Regions from separate parts of the Mus musculus genome. Here regions 2 and 3 are each linked to region 1. Evidence: chromatin contacts called from public HiChIP or PLAC-seq and promoter capture Hi-C data. All regions are on one chromosome and are shown on one strand. The core of a region is the stretch at or near the end of the contact, and the rest is flanking DNA. Distances in the headings are between cores, read along the strand shown.

Evidence for each region. Promoter capture Hi-C pulls out the DNA fragments that hold promoters and counts their contacts. HiChIP or PLAC-seq counts read pairs in DNA pulled down with a chosen protein or histone mark.
Region 2: a contact with region 1 is called in a promoter capture Hi-C map of pre-B cells, with 5 times the contacts expected there. The contact joins the promoter of Stard9 here to the promoter of Ttbk2 in region 1. A contact is called at or near these places in 11 of 39 promoter capture datasets (the 3T3-L1 cell line, the C10 cell line, cranial neural crest and 7 more), 6 of 484 Hi-C or Micro-C datasets (Th17 cells, embryonic stem cells, granulocyte-monocyte progenitors and 3 more), 6 of 115 datasets of contacts at active chromatin or transcription factors (the 230-238 cell line, DN3 thymocytes, bone marrow-derived macrophages and 2 more) and 1 of 9 other capture datasets (adipose tissue).
Region 3: an H3K27ac HiChIP or PLAC-seq map of double positive thymocytes shows a contact between it and region 1, with 2.3 times the contacts expected there. The contact joins the enhancer-like site here to the promoter of Ttbk2 in region 1. A contact is called at or near these places in 21 of 39 promoter capture datasets (the 3T3-L1 cell line, 3T3-L1-derived adipocytes, the C10 cell line and 14 more), 11 of 484 Hi-C or Micro-C datasets (CD8 T cells, the HL-1 cell line, beige adipocytes and 6 more), 15 of 115 datasets of contacts at active chromatin or transcription factors (the 230-238 cell line, DN3 thymocytes, T-cell acute lymphoblastic leukemia and 8 more) and 4 of 9 other capture datasets (adipose tissue, embryonic stem cells, liver and 1 more).

The regions. Positions count from the first base shown.
Region 1 is chr2:120,847,742-120,852,469 of GRCm38.p6, reverse strand. It overlaps Ttbk2 (tau tubulin kinase 2), which reads left to right and starts at 2,052. Exons shown (of 16, transcript NM_001024856.2): 1 at 2,052-2,414. AV039307 (expressed sequence AV039307) reads right to left here and starts at 1,814. Exons shown (of 4, transcript NR_038350.1): 1 at 1,705-1,814.
Region 2 is chr2:120,626,755-120,631,482 of GRCm38.p6, reverse strand. It overlaps Stard9 (START domain containing 9), which reads right to left and starts at 2,362. Exons shown (of 33, transcript NM_001370940.1): 1 at 2,213-2,362; 2 at 1-60. The coding sequence starts at 2,259.
Region 3 is chr2:120,707,956-120,712,683 of GRCm38.p6, reverse strand. It overlaps Stard9 (START domain containing 9), which reads right to left. Exons shown (of 33, transcript NM_001370940.1): 27 at 1-59. Among named protein-coding and RNA genes, the nearest start is that of Cdan1, 21 kb to the left of the region's middle. Within about 2 kb of position 2,288, at least 21 of the 459 cell types and tissues checked have an H3K27ac peak or open chromatin away from gene starts, as enhancers often do. A contact at or near this core is called in DN3 thymocytes, T-cell acute lymphoblastic leukemia and double positive thymocytes, where this site is marked.

The DNA of each region.
Region 1 (4,728 bases), core at 803-3,302:
TTTCACCTTTATTTCCCCAAATCTCTTTTCTTTTCTTTTTTTATTTTAAAGCAGGGTTTCTCTGTGTAGCCCTGGTTGTCCTGGAACTCTCTCTGTAGACCAGGGTGACCTCAAACTCACAGAGAAACGCCTGCCTCTGTCTCCTGAGTGCTGGGACTAAAGGTGTGCACCATCACTGCCTATTTTCCCAAATCTTTCTGTATTAGTAGTTATCGCCACACAATCAACCAGTGTTGAAGATAATAGTAAACATTTATTTTTGATACTGCAGATTAAACCTTAAACATTTATTGTATCATATTTTTGTGGGGCTGAATGTGGGGAATGGCTTAGCTAGCTGATTCCGGCTTGGCTTATTTTACAAGGTGATTGTCAAGATGCCAGCTGGAAGCTGTAATTGCAGCATGCCCAAGACTGAGGCAGGAAGATCAAAAAACTGAGGCTATTCAGGGCTTCATGGGGGCTACAGCCTATCTTTAAAAGAAAACAATGAAGATTCCACAATGAAACCCATTTGTATCTTAACCTAATTTTTAAATTCTACCTGTTTTTGTAGCACATGTCTGTATTGAATAATGGGGGAAAAAAGCATTTTCCAACTTTCATCAATAGAAACAAAACAATCTGGCAACGCCTTCATGTTTGAATAGAACAAGATGACCTCACCATCAGTTGTCTTTTGTTTTGGTTTCTGTCCAAGAGTCTGCACATGACAGGCAGTAAGGATGTCTCCTGCTTGTAAAGGAATATAAAGAGGATGGTAGTTCCTTAACAGTAAGAACACTTTTGTCACCTAAGAAAATATTTGAAAGTAAAAGTGAACCTTTGAGCCGGGTGTGGTGGCGCACGCCTTTAATCCCAGCACTCGGGAAGCAGAGGCAGGCAGATTTCTGAGTTCGAGGCCAGCCTGGTCTACAGAGTGAGTTCCAGGACAGCCAGGGATATACAGAGAAACCTTGTCTCGAAAAACAAAAACAAAAACAAAAACAAAAACAAAAAGTGAACCTTTACAATTCATACCATTGCATCCTCTCTGTTCCTGGCAAACTCGTGGCAGTCATTGCAATTGTTAAGGAAAAAAGAACGTTGGGCATACAATATGGAATAGGTCCGCAGTTTGGTTTTGACATCAGTTTTGTGATCTTGGTAAAGTTTATTCTTAATTTTTAATGTCTATATAATGGATAGTAAAGAAAGAAGAGGGACTTACTCTTAGGTTTTGTTTTGTTTTTTTTCACCAAAGAGCTTGGCACATTCAACATGAAATACGTCTCCCATACAGCCTCGGTGTCCCACCCTTCATAGTTAGTCTTTGTGTGTCTTGAGCCACTCCTGCAAACTCCAAGCTTAGAGTCCCAGACTGGTCCACATGAAAGTTGTTCATTGTCTTTATCAAAAAGCCAATGAAATCTTTTTTCGTGGGTTGTGAATGGGCACTCCCTCGCCAGGCTGACATCTTTGTAACTCCTTTCTTTTCTCCCAATACCTTCGGGTTTCCCGGCCCTAGTTAGCAGCTTAGGTTAGGGGACAGCGCCCATTTCCCAGATCCTGGCAGCTCTAGGTCTGAGCAGGCGAGTAGACCTTAAGCAATGACCCGGCCTCACGATTCTCGACGCGACCGCCTCAGTGACAAAGCATTACCAATTTTCTTCCAAAGGGCCCAACTCTGTGGCCATAAGCACGCTGAGCTAGGAGAACACCTACTGAAGTCGGCTCTCAGAAGCACTGCGCCTTACATCTCTCCTCAGGACAGGCCGGCCGTTGCAGCGGAGGCTGGAACTACGAGTCCCAGAATTCCCAAGCACACGCGCACTGTCATTGTGATGCTCCTTTCCCGGTAACTCGCCCTCTCAGGCAAACCTGAAGATAGCGGCAATTCTCCGGTGGGGGGCGGAGACACTCTCGGCCCAATTCTCCGCCCCCTTCCTGATAGGCAATGGGACTAGCCAACCGACGCCACAGGCTGGGAACGTGCTCTCCAATCAGCACCCGCGGCGGAGAGGTGGGCGGTGCGCGCTGGCAGGGCGGGTGGGCTAGGCTGTGCGGCTTGCGGGGGGGAGAGTAACGTCGGGCCGGGTCAGCGGGCGCTGCAGTAGTCGCCGCAGCGGCGATGGGAGCGGTAGGGACGAGGAGGCGGCGGCGGCAGGAGGAGGAGGAGGAGCAGGGGCTGGCACGAGAGCAGCGGCCCGGGACAATCCGCAGCAATACCCGCAGCCGCTGCCGCCGCCTTTAGACGCGGACGGCATCCGAAGGGACCGCCGGCCGTCTAAGCCGCGCTCCGGTCCCGCCGCAGTGGGCGGCGGGGGATGGGCAGGCGGTGGCGGGCCCGCCTGCTGAGCGGTGACTCCTGCCGGTGCGGACCCTGAGCTAGACCCTCGTCCTCCGTCAGAGATCCTGCGTCCGCCGCGGCCCAGGTAGGACACACCCCCGAGCCCCAGGGCGTCTCCAAGAAGCTTCCCTGCGCCCGCCTCATCCCTCGTTCAGCTCAACCGAGGCGTGGAGGGGAGACTGCCCGAGACCCCTGGGTTTCTTATGCCCACGCCCTGAGGCGACGCCAGACCCAAATTGATCCTCATCCCACAGATCTTTCTGGTTCTGCCCCATTTCCCCGGAGGCTTTGGGTGCCTTCCCTGAACTTGGAGGTTCATGAAGCTGCTTCGTCTGTTTCTGTGGGTGACCCATATATCACTTGTACTCATGACTCTTCTGGCTACCAGGACCGAGCAGAGAGGAGTCTTTTGAAATTATGAGCGTTTCATTCTATCTTGCTTTTCCCACTGTAATGGAAGAGTGACGGGACTACCGAATCTCATTTGTGTGGTAACAAGGAAGGCCGGGACTTTGTAGTATTGAAGTAATGACCAGAGGGATTTGCTTTGACAAAGATGATGCTGTTGATACGCGGGGATGCCAAAAGAGGGACAAAAGAGCCTACATATACGCACTGTCGAGTCAGAGAAGTAAATAATCATGGGGATGCTAGGATACCTGATCCTTAAATGAAGTTCATTTTGTTTCAGTTGTGGCGCTGCCTTAGAGGTAAAAATGACATTGAGTTGTACTTTGCTTTGGATTAAAGTTGATAGGCTTCTCTCCCCTAGCTTTGGAAGCTGTCCTTTAACATTTAAAGAAGACAATTCTATTTTAACCTGTATATGATGGGAAGATGTTATTTAGTAGAATTGAATGTGTGTGAGAGAGTGTATTGTGAATGGACTCAAACTCTCAAATACAAGGAGGATTCAGGCTGTGTTTTGTTTCAGTGTTTGGTTTTGAGCCATTAATAGTTGCAGTGACATTAAACATGGACTTGCCAGGATAGACTGCAAAGATGTATCTGTTTTCTTTCAGCAAAGTGGACTAGAATAACATTCATTTAAGGAGTAAAAAAAATGAGGATTTTTTAAAAAGTATTGAGTGGGTTGAATACTTTTTACTTTTTATGTTGCGATTTTAAAGAAGCTGCAATGGTGACAGATATAACAGTATGCCATCTTGGAGAATCTATCCTGATGAGGATTATGATCTATTAAAAATTAAAGCATAATGAAAGAACTCTTTAACGCAGAAGCTTATATTTCCTGTATGATGAATTTTTATAGACACCAGAAAGGATGTTTGAAGCATGACTACAAAGGAAGGTTTCTCTAATAGTTTAACTTTATAATGGAGTGTTAGAAACTGATTTTCCTCTTTCAGTTTTGGACACATAAGAGACATTAAGGCTCATACATAACTTCATTTTATTTATAATTTCAAACTGAAACAATTTAATTATGAATAGAAAGCTGACTTAGAGATTGTATCTTGTTCATCATCTTGTATATGGTTCATGTATCATTGAATTCCATGTTGTATATGACTTCAGGTTCTCTTGTTAGGTACTGTTTTTTTTTTTTAATACCCCAGGAAAGCTGAGCAATTATGTAGGACTTCATATATCCTTAAATGTCATGTAAGAAATGAAGTTTGTATAATTTAAAAAATTCTAGGGAGCAATTTACACATAAAGATGCATTCAAAATGTGATAGTCATCGGTTGTTTAAAAGTGTTGAGATTTTTACTTTGTGTGTACCAGTGTTTTATCTGAACATGTATGCAGTGATAAACTATTGGTTTTTCAAAGCATAGTTAACACAGCTTAGTTCTGATTATGGAATTTAAGTTTCACTTTGTTGGCAAGCAGGAAGTTTTTTGTATGCTATACAACTTTTACAAGTGACACCTATGGATGATGTTGCTTTGTGGTTTAGAGGCAGAATTATTATGTAGTCCAGGCAGGTCCTGAAGCCCCAGGAATCCTTCTGACTGGGCCTCCCAAGTGCTGGAATTACAGGTGTTAACTACCATTTTAATGCCGTGCTGGGGTTCAAACCCAGGGCTTCATGCATTCTAGGCAAGCACGCTACCAACGGAGCTGTAACCCCAGCTTTACATTTTATTTTGAAAAAGGATCTTCCTAGTTTGCCCAGACTGGCCTGGGTCTTGTGATCTGCCTGTGTTTGTCACCTGAGTAACTAGGATTGCAAGCATGCACCACCACACCCAGCTCATTGATCTTTTTTTTAAATGTGTATTTGTTTTGCCTGCATATATGTAATTGCATTGTGTGAATGCTGCCTAGTGCCCAAGGAGGCCAGAAAAGGTGCTAGATCATCTACTGGAGCTAGCTGGACGATTGTAAGCTGCTTTGTGAGTGCTGGGAACTGAATCTGGGCCTTTGGAAG
Region 2 (4,728 bases), core at 1,113-3,612, 220 kb after region 1:
CTGATTTTTGCCACTTTGTCATCAACTTCCACAATAATTCTTCCCCCTTCTTTGGTCTCCCTAAGAAATAAGAACAGAATTTAAATGAGAAAAAAAAAACCCTTTTTGTTTTGTTTTCTGAGACTGATTCTCACATATCCTAAGAACCCTAAAAAAAAGTGGGGGAAATGAATGCATGGTGTGAAAGGCACAGGAGAGTGGGGGCAGAGCACAGACCAGGCAGGTGCTCTTCAGCAGTGAGTGAGTCTGGATAGACAAGGACAGCATCTCACAGTGACAGACAGCTGAGGTCAAGGCTAGGGCTTCAAAACCACTTCTGTGCTGTTATTTTATTCAAGGTCATCTCTAGCCCTATAGAACAAAGGAGTAATTTTGAGCATCTCAGAAAGGAGCAGGATGGTGCGGCGAGTCAAATCCTGCTTTTTAGAACTTAAACAAGACAATGTTCTCATTTGGAAAAAATAATGTTAGCTTTGGCTAGGTGACTTTAATGGTTCCTTCACACATACAGTTATCAGTGCTGATGACTTATTTGAATATTAGCACAGACTACATAATCAGCAGATTCCACACATGCAAAACAACCTCAATGAGCAGCGGGTACTACCACTATCTCTGCAGACTTCTGTGGGAATTGAAGAATGGTCTGCTCTGACTTCTTGGCTGAGATTGCACTGAGTGCTTACATAACTACCTCTGAATCTATGGTCCTTGTGAACCGGGAGCCTGCTAAACTCTGCTCACTCCTGGAGATCAGTGGGCTTGACAGTCTACCACTTACTCTCAAGGCCCCACACTGGTGCTGAAAGTAAGTTTCCTGGTTGTTTTTCATTGTTGTTGGATGAGATACATTATTCTTAGCAGTGACTGCAAATATCAACAGCATTTTCCTAATCTAATCCATGCTATTTGAAATTGCTGGTTTCCAAGGAACTAAACAGTTAAGAGTAAGTGGTCAATGTTGCTATCCTACAAATCCTAAAAGACAGTTTGGAAAGGACCTCCTCCTAGACAGCAGCTACTCCCAGGAGGCCCCCAGCCCTGAGTCACCACAGGCAGTGATATAAAGCCAGATGTTTAAAAAGTCATTTACCAATCAAAACACAGCAATTTGGGGTACACTCTTTTGTGTTCCTCCTATCTCACTGCTCTCATTCGGTCTAAACTTTTAAAAGCAGATGGCCTCTAAAAGGACAAACCTAACCCATACAGAACCATTTTCGTCATAGGAGACAATGCCCTTTTTGACCTCTGTTCCCATTTACCAAGGTATCTTGTGTACTGGACAGTTAAAAAAAACCTGCTAATTCCAATACATGTCATCTGGTCTAGACCCACACTCTGCCAGTTTTATCACCCATCACTCTTCCGCTTCAACCCAAGCAGGTGTCCAAGGCTTCCATCTACACCCTAAGAGCAGAGATTTGCTCTTTCTTCCTGTTCTTGGAGGACTCTGCACTTCTTCTCCTTACTTGTCAGAAAACTCAAAGATCATTCACAACAGCTCTTTGACACCAACTTTTGTGCAAAGCATTCTCTGACTTCCCAAGTGAGAGGAAAAGAGGATGAAGTGTGCAGCTTCACACTGGATGCCTCAAGGGCTGAGGGGTGCAGAATCAGGCTCCTACACAAGGAACTAGCTAGCATGGAGGACACCAAGAAGAGATGTCTGGAGAAACTTCCCCTATGTCACAGTTCAGTCTTTAAATCACACCAACTACTGAGCACAGGTTGAGAGTGTACTTTCTCTGGGCCTTTATTTTCCTTCCATATCCTGATAATTCTTTTTCCTATGTCCTCTTGGAGCAATCCCATGTGTATATACGGACACAACAGCCTCCAGTCCTCACTTGGGTACTCCCAGAACACCAAAAGTAGTGGAGTCTGCCCATCCTTTTGTACTTCCTCACGTCATGCTCCGTGAGAAAGGCCCTACTACGTGCACCAAGACCCAAGCCAGGGTCCCTAGAAACTAGTTGGCAGGTCACCAAGGACATGCACACAGGGCAGCGACTCCTGGAGCCACACAAGAACTGCTATCTCCTAGGACGCGAAGCCCTGTCCCTCCAGGCCTTCTGGACCCTGAGCCTCCATGACAATCTGTGTCTGATTTTTTTTTTTTCTCCACGCCAGTCCACCCTGAGGAAGGCAGGGACCTCGCACTCCTCTCAGCTCACTTGACCCCTCAGGCGCCCCCTCCTGACAGACTCACCGCTTGCTGAGAGGCCGGACCCTCACGGCCACCTGCACATTCGCCATCCCTCCGCCACAACCCAAGACCCACACAGCGGTCCGGCGGAAGCATCCCTGGCCGGCGTCCAGCGAACAGACCCAGCCACAGGCACTGCAAGAGCCACAGACTGCCCCGCCCGTCCCACGCGCCTCCCGACCGCAGCCCAAGCCTCGCCCTAGGGGGCGGGGCCCACTAGGTATCAACCAATCCTGAGACAGATGGGGGTGGGCCTCCTTGCCTTGCTCCACCCTCTCACTTCTCTGGACGCTCCCGCCCGAGTGCAAGGAAACGCCAGACAGGGGCGGGGCCTGCGGAGCCTTAGCCAATCCTGAGGCAGGTGGGCTGAGCAACCTGGTCTCGTTCTACCCCTCGCACCGCTGACTGTCCTACGCAAGCTGTAGTATCTCTTTTGTTCTAAAATCTGGTGACTGAATTTCTGGTTAATACTTGAAAGTTCATGAAGGAAATTAGTAATTTTATTTTTTACCCTATTGGTCTGCTATGTCAAAACTGCGGCTAAATTTTAAGGTCAAAAATAAAGTGGAGCCTATCGTAGAGGCTGAGGCAAGAATATTTTGAATTCAAGGTTAGCCTACATGGTGAGTTGAAGTCAGCCTGGAGTTCAGCGTGAAGTCCCGTCTCAAAACAACAACAATGAAATGAGAAAAACAAATGATTTTGTAATTCTAAGGTGCGTTTAAATGAAGAGGCTTGGGGCTGGTGAGATGGCTCAGTGAGTAAGAGCACCCGACTGCTCTTTCGAAGGTCTGGAGTTCAAATCCCAGCAACTACATGGTGGCTCACAACCATCCGTAACAAGATCTGACTCCTTCTTCTGGAGTGTCTGAAGACAGCTACAGTGTACTTACATATAATAAATAAATAAATCTTAAAAAAAAAAAAAAAAAAGGTGTGGGCTGTCATGCCCAGCCTAAAAAAAAAAAAAAAAAAAAATGAAGAGGCTTTTTTTTTCTTCTTTCTTTCTTTTTTTTTTTTCCTAACTTACTGACAAATTTCTCTCGGTTGCCCTGTAACTTCACTACCACCCTAAGCAGTATTTATAGTACATACAGAGCAAATGCTGTCTGATCAGAGCTGGTTTATTCAAATAAGAAATAGCTATTTATAGCTGTAAAGCCTGAAGCCCAGCTCTGAGACCTGGGGTGCTGATGAACACTTAACAATTCCAACACTGGGGAGTTCCAAGACCTCCACACAGGAAGCTCCCATGTCTCACAACAGCAAAAACAGAAACAAGGGTCCGTTTCTGATGGTGACAAATTTGTGTCCACTGAAGACTACTAAATCGTCAAACATCATGATTAGAGAGAGGTGGGGTAGGGTTAGCCATTGTATTATTAATATTAGGGTTAGAGTTTATATAAGCTGGAGAGTGGTTCTGCAAGCCTTTATTTAATCTTAGCAATTGGGAGGCAGAGGCGGGTGGATCTCTGTGAGTTCAAGGCCAGACTGGTCTACAGAGTGAGTTCCAGGACAGCCAGGGCTACACAGAGAAACCCTGTCTCAAAGAAAGAAAGAGAGGAAGGAAGGAAAGAAAGAAAGAGAGGAAGGAAGGAAGGAAGGAAGGGAGGGAGGGAGGGAGGGAGGGAGGGAGGGAGGGAGGGAGGGAGGGAGGGAGGGAGAGAGAGAGAGAGAGAGAGAGAGAGAGACTCACACAAAACCAAGACAAACAAGAAACACACAGACCAAAAAACAAAAAACCCCAAGTCACTTCCTTCATGAGAATTAGGATCTTATGGAAAAGGAAATAACTATCTAAATGTGTATAACATTGTGCCAGACACAAAATGCAAAGAAAAATAAAAGGGAATAAAAGAGAGTAACAGTGTTAGGTGGTTAAAGAGAAAGTTAAGAAAGTCACTACTTTATATAGACTCTTAAAGGAAGTCCTCACTGATACCAGTGACACCCCACTATATTTGAGGAAAGTAAGGCTGGGAAGTTTTTCAGAGACTATTAGTTCATAGAATTTCCTACGTCAGCCTCTATTAAGGCAGACACTGTTCTAAGCAATCAGAACACACCTGTCTGGTGAAACCTCTGACCTCATAGAACTGGGAGTAGACTAACAGGTAAAAACAGTTTTAAAAAATGTTTAGCCATGCAGCAAATTAAAATTTAAAAGTATGTTTTAAAAAGCAAGAACGGGGCTGGTGAGATGACTCAGCAGGTAAGGGCACTGACTGCTCTTCGGAAGGTGCTGAGTTTAAATCCCAGCAACCACATGGTGACTCACAACCATCCGAAATGAGATCTGACACCCTCTTCTGGTGTGTCTAAAGATAGCTACAATGTACTAGCATATAATAATAATAAATCTTTGGGCCGGAGAGAGCAGAGGGCCTGAGTTCAATGCTCAGCAACCACATGATGGTTCATAACAATGTACTCACATACATAAAATAAATAAACAAATCTTTAAAAAAGAACAAAACTAGTTGTAAAGAGAACAGAATCATGGAGCCCGAGATTGG
Region 3 (4,728 bases), core at 1,039-3,538, 140 kb after region 1:
GACTGGTCCTGCCAGTCCCCTATCCAAGTGTCTTGGGAATCTGGCACTTGAGAGTCCCCCTGCAGAACAGAGGATACTCAGAGCAGGACCCAGAATGCTTTCCACTATTCCAAATTGCAATTCCACTTCAGGATGTTGGATACTATGATGGTTTGAATAAGTATGGCCCCCAGCGCCTTCAAGCCTTTAGGCTCATCCAGGGTGATACTGCTGGTCACCATGGAGTGACAGTATTTGAAAGAATTAGGAGGTGTGGCCCTGTTGCAGGAAGTATGCCACTGGGGATGGGCTTGATGCCAGGTCCAGTGTTACTCTTTTCAGATCAAACTATAGTTCCCAGTTACTTTTCCAGCACCATGTTGGCCTGCTGCCATGCTCTCTGCCATGATGATAATGGACTTAGCTCCTGAAACTGTAAGAAAACCCTCACAATTAAATGCTTGCTCTTGTAAGAGTTGCCTTGGTCATGGTGTCTCTCTTCATAGCAACAGAACGGTAACTAAAAGTCAAGAGGTTACAGCAATAGATAGCAGCTAGAAAACCTTCACTGCAGATCAGAGGCCACAGCAGTGAGGATAGCCAGTACCTGGGCATGGGGCCTGTTGGGTTTCAGACCTGGGACAAGGGGCTGAGGTACATATTTTACACACTAAAGCAGACCTGGCCTCCAGGTTCTCCCAGCATCCCTCACTTCTTACCTGGCATACCCTACCCTCTACTCTGAACTTTCAAGCCCAGGGGCTGGGCTGCCCTTCTCTCAGAAGTTCTTCCCTATATAGTCAGTCTAGACATTTTGGTCTCTCCCACCTACCCTTCTCTCTTCTTTCTCAGCAAGCGTGTGCCAAAGAGTAGTTTCCCAATAAACCTGCCTTTATATATACTCTAATCTGCCTAACCTAAAATTGGCTCATTTCTCCAGCAGAGAAATAACTTATACAGGCCCTCTAAAAAATGGGTAAACCCCAGGGTCAGTATGTGAGAAGACACCTGTACCATGGTGGCAGCAGGAAGGAGACCATCACTGGAGGGGTGTAGTGGCTACTCCTGGTTGTCAACTTGACTATATGTAGAATGAACTACAATCTAGAATTGGAGGCACTCCAGTGATCCTAATCTGGAGGCTGGGAGATACAAGTATCTGACCTGGACCTTGGCATGAGATCTTGAGGCATAGTGGCTATGAATCCCAGATTAAGGCAGGTAGATCTCTGAGTTCAAGGTCATCTGGGACAAAGCAAGTCCCAGATCCAGGCACACACCTTTAATCCGAGCCACACCTACATAAGGACATTGGAAGATGGAAGATTTGCTCTCTTTGCCTGTTTTCTTTGTGGAACTGAGCAACCGCTAGATCCTTAGACTTCCATTCAAAGCTGCTGCTGACCATTGTAAGGGAGTTGAACTACAACTGTAAGTAATCAACAGATTTCCTTACTATACAGAGACTGCCCGTAAGTTCTGTGACTCGAGAACCCTGACTGATACAAGGAGTTTAGTGTAGATAATAAAGTCAAAGTGAAGGGGAGATAAGGAAGAAGCAATGAGCTCTGAACAGCAGACTCTGGCCCTGGCTAGGTGCCATACTGAGCCAGAAGCCCTACTCTAGGACCAGAGCTCTGGGTCTCTGCTGTCCTTGGTTAGTACACTGTGTCAGCCACCTCCTTGGTAGGACAAAAACATGGGCCAGTGAGATGATTCACCAAGTAAAGGTGCCTGCCACCAAGCTAGAGAATCAGAGTCCCTGGTACAAAACTAATACTGGATGCTGTTTTCTTTTTTGGGGGTGGGGGGATGGGGTTCGAGACAGGGTTTCTCTGTGTAGCCCTGGCTGTCCTGGAACTCACTCCGTAGACCAGGCTGGCCTCGAATTCAGAAATCCACCTGCCTCTGCCTCCCGAGAGCTGGGATTAAAGGCGTGCGCCACCACGCCTGGCTGGATGCTGTTTTCCGACCTCCTAATGTGTGACACGGTATGTGCATACATATACACACGCTAAGTAAACAGTTCTACCACCTTCCTTCCTCATCCCTCCTGCTGCAGTAGTTTTGAATTGTTTCTTAGACCTGTAACCCTTAGGAGCACTATTACCTAATCACTTCTCTCCACTTGTCCCCACCTCGCCCTTGTCACTAGATATTATTAGCATTTAAACACAAAGATGTCTCCTCAGCATTGAGCTTCCTGAAGCCAGTGTTCCATCTGTCACCTCCTACCTCTCACCTGCACAGCCCTCACCTCACCACTCCTCCAAAAACCACAGTGCTGAAGGGCACTAAGATGCTTGCCAGCCCCATCTCTGCAGCTGTCACAGGCCTTATCAAGCAAGATCTGTCTCCCGTTCCCCAGGCTCCCCACTTCTCTGTGCTCCTCAACCACAAACTGACATCGTGAGGTTCAAGGCCCTCGGTGATGATTTCCAGCTATAATCATGAATTAATAGTGAGTCAAAAACTAGGTAAGCATTGGGAAGAGGGATTATATCAGAGGCCTATTTTATAGATCAGACCAAATAAATTCTTTATACTTTGTGGGTCAAAGACAATATTGTAGCATTGTTAAAGAAAAAATTTAAAAGTCCAAAGCAAGAAAATACTGGTTAGTATGCAAATTAAGCATTTCATATATATATATTTGCTAACAAAAATTGTAGAAAAAATAAAATATGAAAAATGTTAAAAATACATCATGTGCATAAGGATTCAGCATCCCAAGGATGAAAGAATAGCTTCATATTAGCCAATGGGAACAAATAAATAAAGGAGCAAGATGGCATTCTCCAAAGACCAAAAAGTAATGCTCTAGAAAATCTTATGTTCCCTTACTGTAAAATTTAATTTTCTTTTTTAAAGATTTATTTATTTATTATATGTAAGTACACTGTAACTGTCTTCAGACACTCCAGAAGAGAGTGTAAGATCTCTTTATGGATGGTTATGAGCCACCATGTGGTTGCTGGGATTTGAACTCAGGACCTTCGGAAGAGCAGTCAGTGCTCTTAACCGCTGAGCCATCTCATCAGCCCCTACTGTAAAATTTGTCTCAGTTTAAAATCTAGTATGAAACTTAGGAGGTAAAATACTAGATGTATCTCACTAATGTCTGGGAAAAGGTAAGATCTAGCTAATGCTGCTACAGGGCAGGAGCACATAGTAACACAGTGAGGGGATGGTGAGATATCTAGGATTTGACAATGACATGCCAATAGTCCTAAAGAAACATAGGGGACTATCCAATATGCCTCAATGTTTGCTGACTGTGTGCAGTGTGGCACACGTGACCTGAGAACAAACATTTTGGACCTGGTGTTGGTCACCTGTTCCTCCACAAATACAAAGAAGCAGACTGTAACTTCATATTTCCAGGAGCAACTACCAAAGAACACTGGCTTTCCTCACAGTGGCAAAAGGAAACCTATAACTTCCAAAGACCTGAGGCAGGACCACAGAAGGAGAACAAAATATCCCAGCACTTGCCCTAGATCTATTGCCCAGGAAGATGCTTCCCTTCTGCAGGGGTGAAGAGTAAAGAGTCCAGGAAAACCCATCAGTGGAAATGGGACAAGCCTGGCTACTGGGAAGACCCATAACACTCACAGGCTTATAGCCTAGATAGATAAGGAACCTGAGATCTTCACAGCCTGGCTTTGGAAAAGGGTTTAAGTCCTAGTCATCCCACAGGGTGCTGCCGACAGAAGCCATTTGATAATGGACCTACTGCTCTGGGAATGAGAGAGCCCTGACCCCATCAACTGGGGCCCCCACAGACATTCCACGGTGCAGCAAGAGAAGCCACCTCATGAACTGCACCTCAAGAGCACCTCAAGAGCTGCCTCCCTCCCAACACTAGCACTACTGGGCTCTTCTGAATCTCAACCCTCCAGTCTCAGTTCCAACAGTCTCTTCAGGGTGTCCTTGACCTTGTAGATTTGGACAAACCACAGATTATGCTGGCTTAGCAAACCTGCAGTTAGCTTAGGACAACAGCAGTGAACATAAAATAAGCTGCTTAATATTTTTATCTCTAACAATCTTAAGTCTTTAAACAGTCTAAAGGCAACACCATTTTACTTACTACCTTATAGCATCTACTATTTGGATAAAATAAAAGCTTAAGTTGGGGCTGGAGAGAAGGCTCAGTGTTAAGAGCAGCACTGGAATGCTAACCCAGCCACAGAACCTTCGACACCTTCGACCCACAGTTTGTCCTGCCTGCAGTGTTCTGGGACCAGAGCCTAGCAGAACTGTCATCAGAGACCAGAGAGACTTCATTCAGCAACTGGGAGCCAATGCAGAGTACTTCAGCCAAACATTGGTGGCGCTCTGGGAGTCCTGGAAGGGGTAGGGACAGGATCAAAGAAACCAGAGGGGTCAGGGAGACACCATGAGAACTGACTAGGACACGTGGGGACTCACAGAGACCAGGGAGCCTGTAGAGGTCCGACCAAGGTCCTTTGCATATGTTATGGCTGAGTAGCTTGGGGTTCTTTTGGGAATCCTAATTGTGGGGGCAGGGGCTGACCCCGACTCTTTTGCCTGCCTGTGGAACCTCTTCCCTAGCTTGAGTTACCTTGTCCAGCTTCGATGTGGTGGTATATGCTGGTCTTATTATAGTTTGTTATGCCATGTTTAGCTGATGTCCCTGAGAGGCCTACTCTTTTCTGAGAGGATGGGGGTTGGATCTGAGGGAGAGGGGAGGTCTTAGGGAGAGGCAGTGGGGAGGAGAGAGGA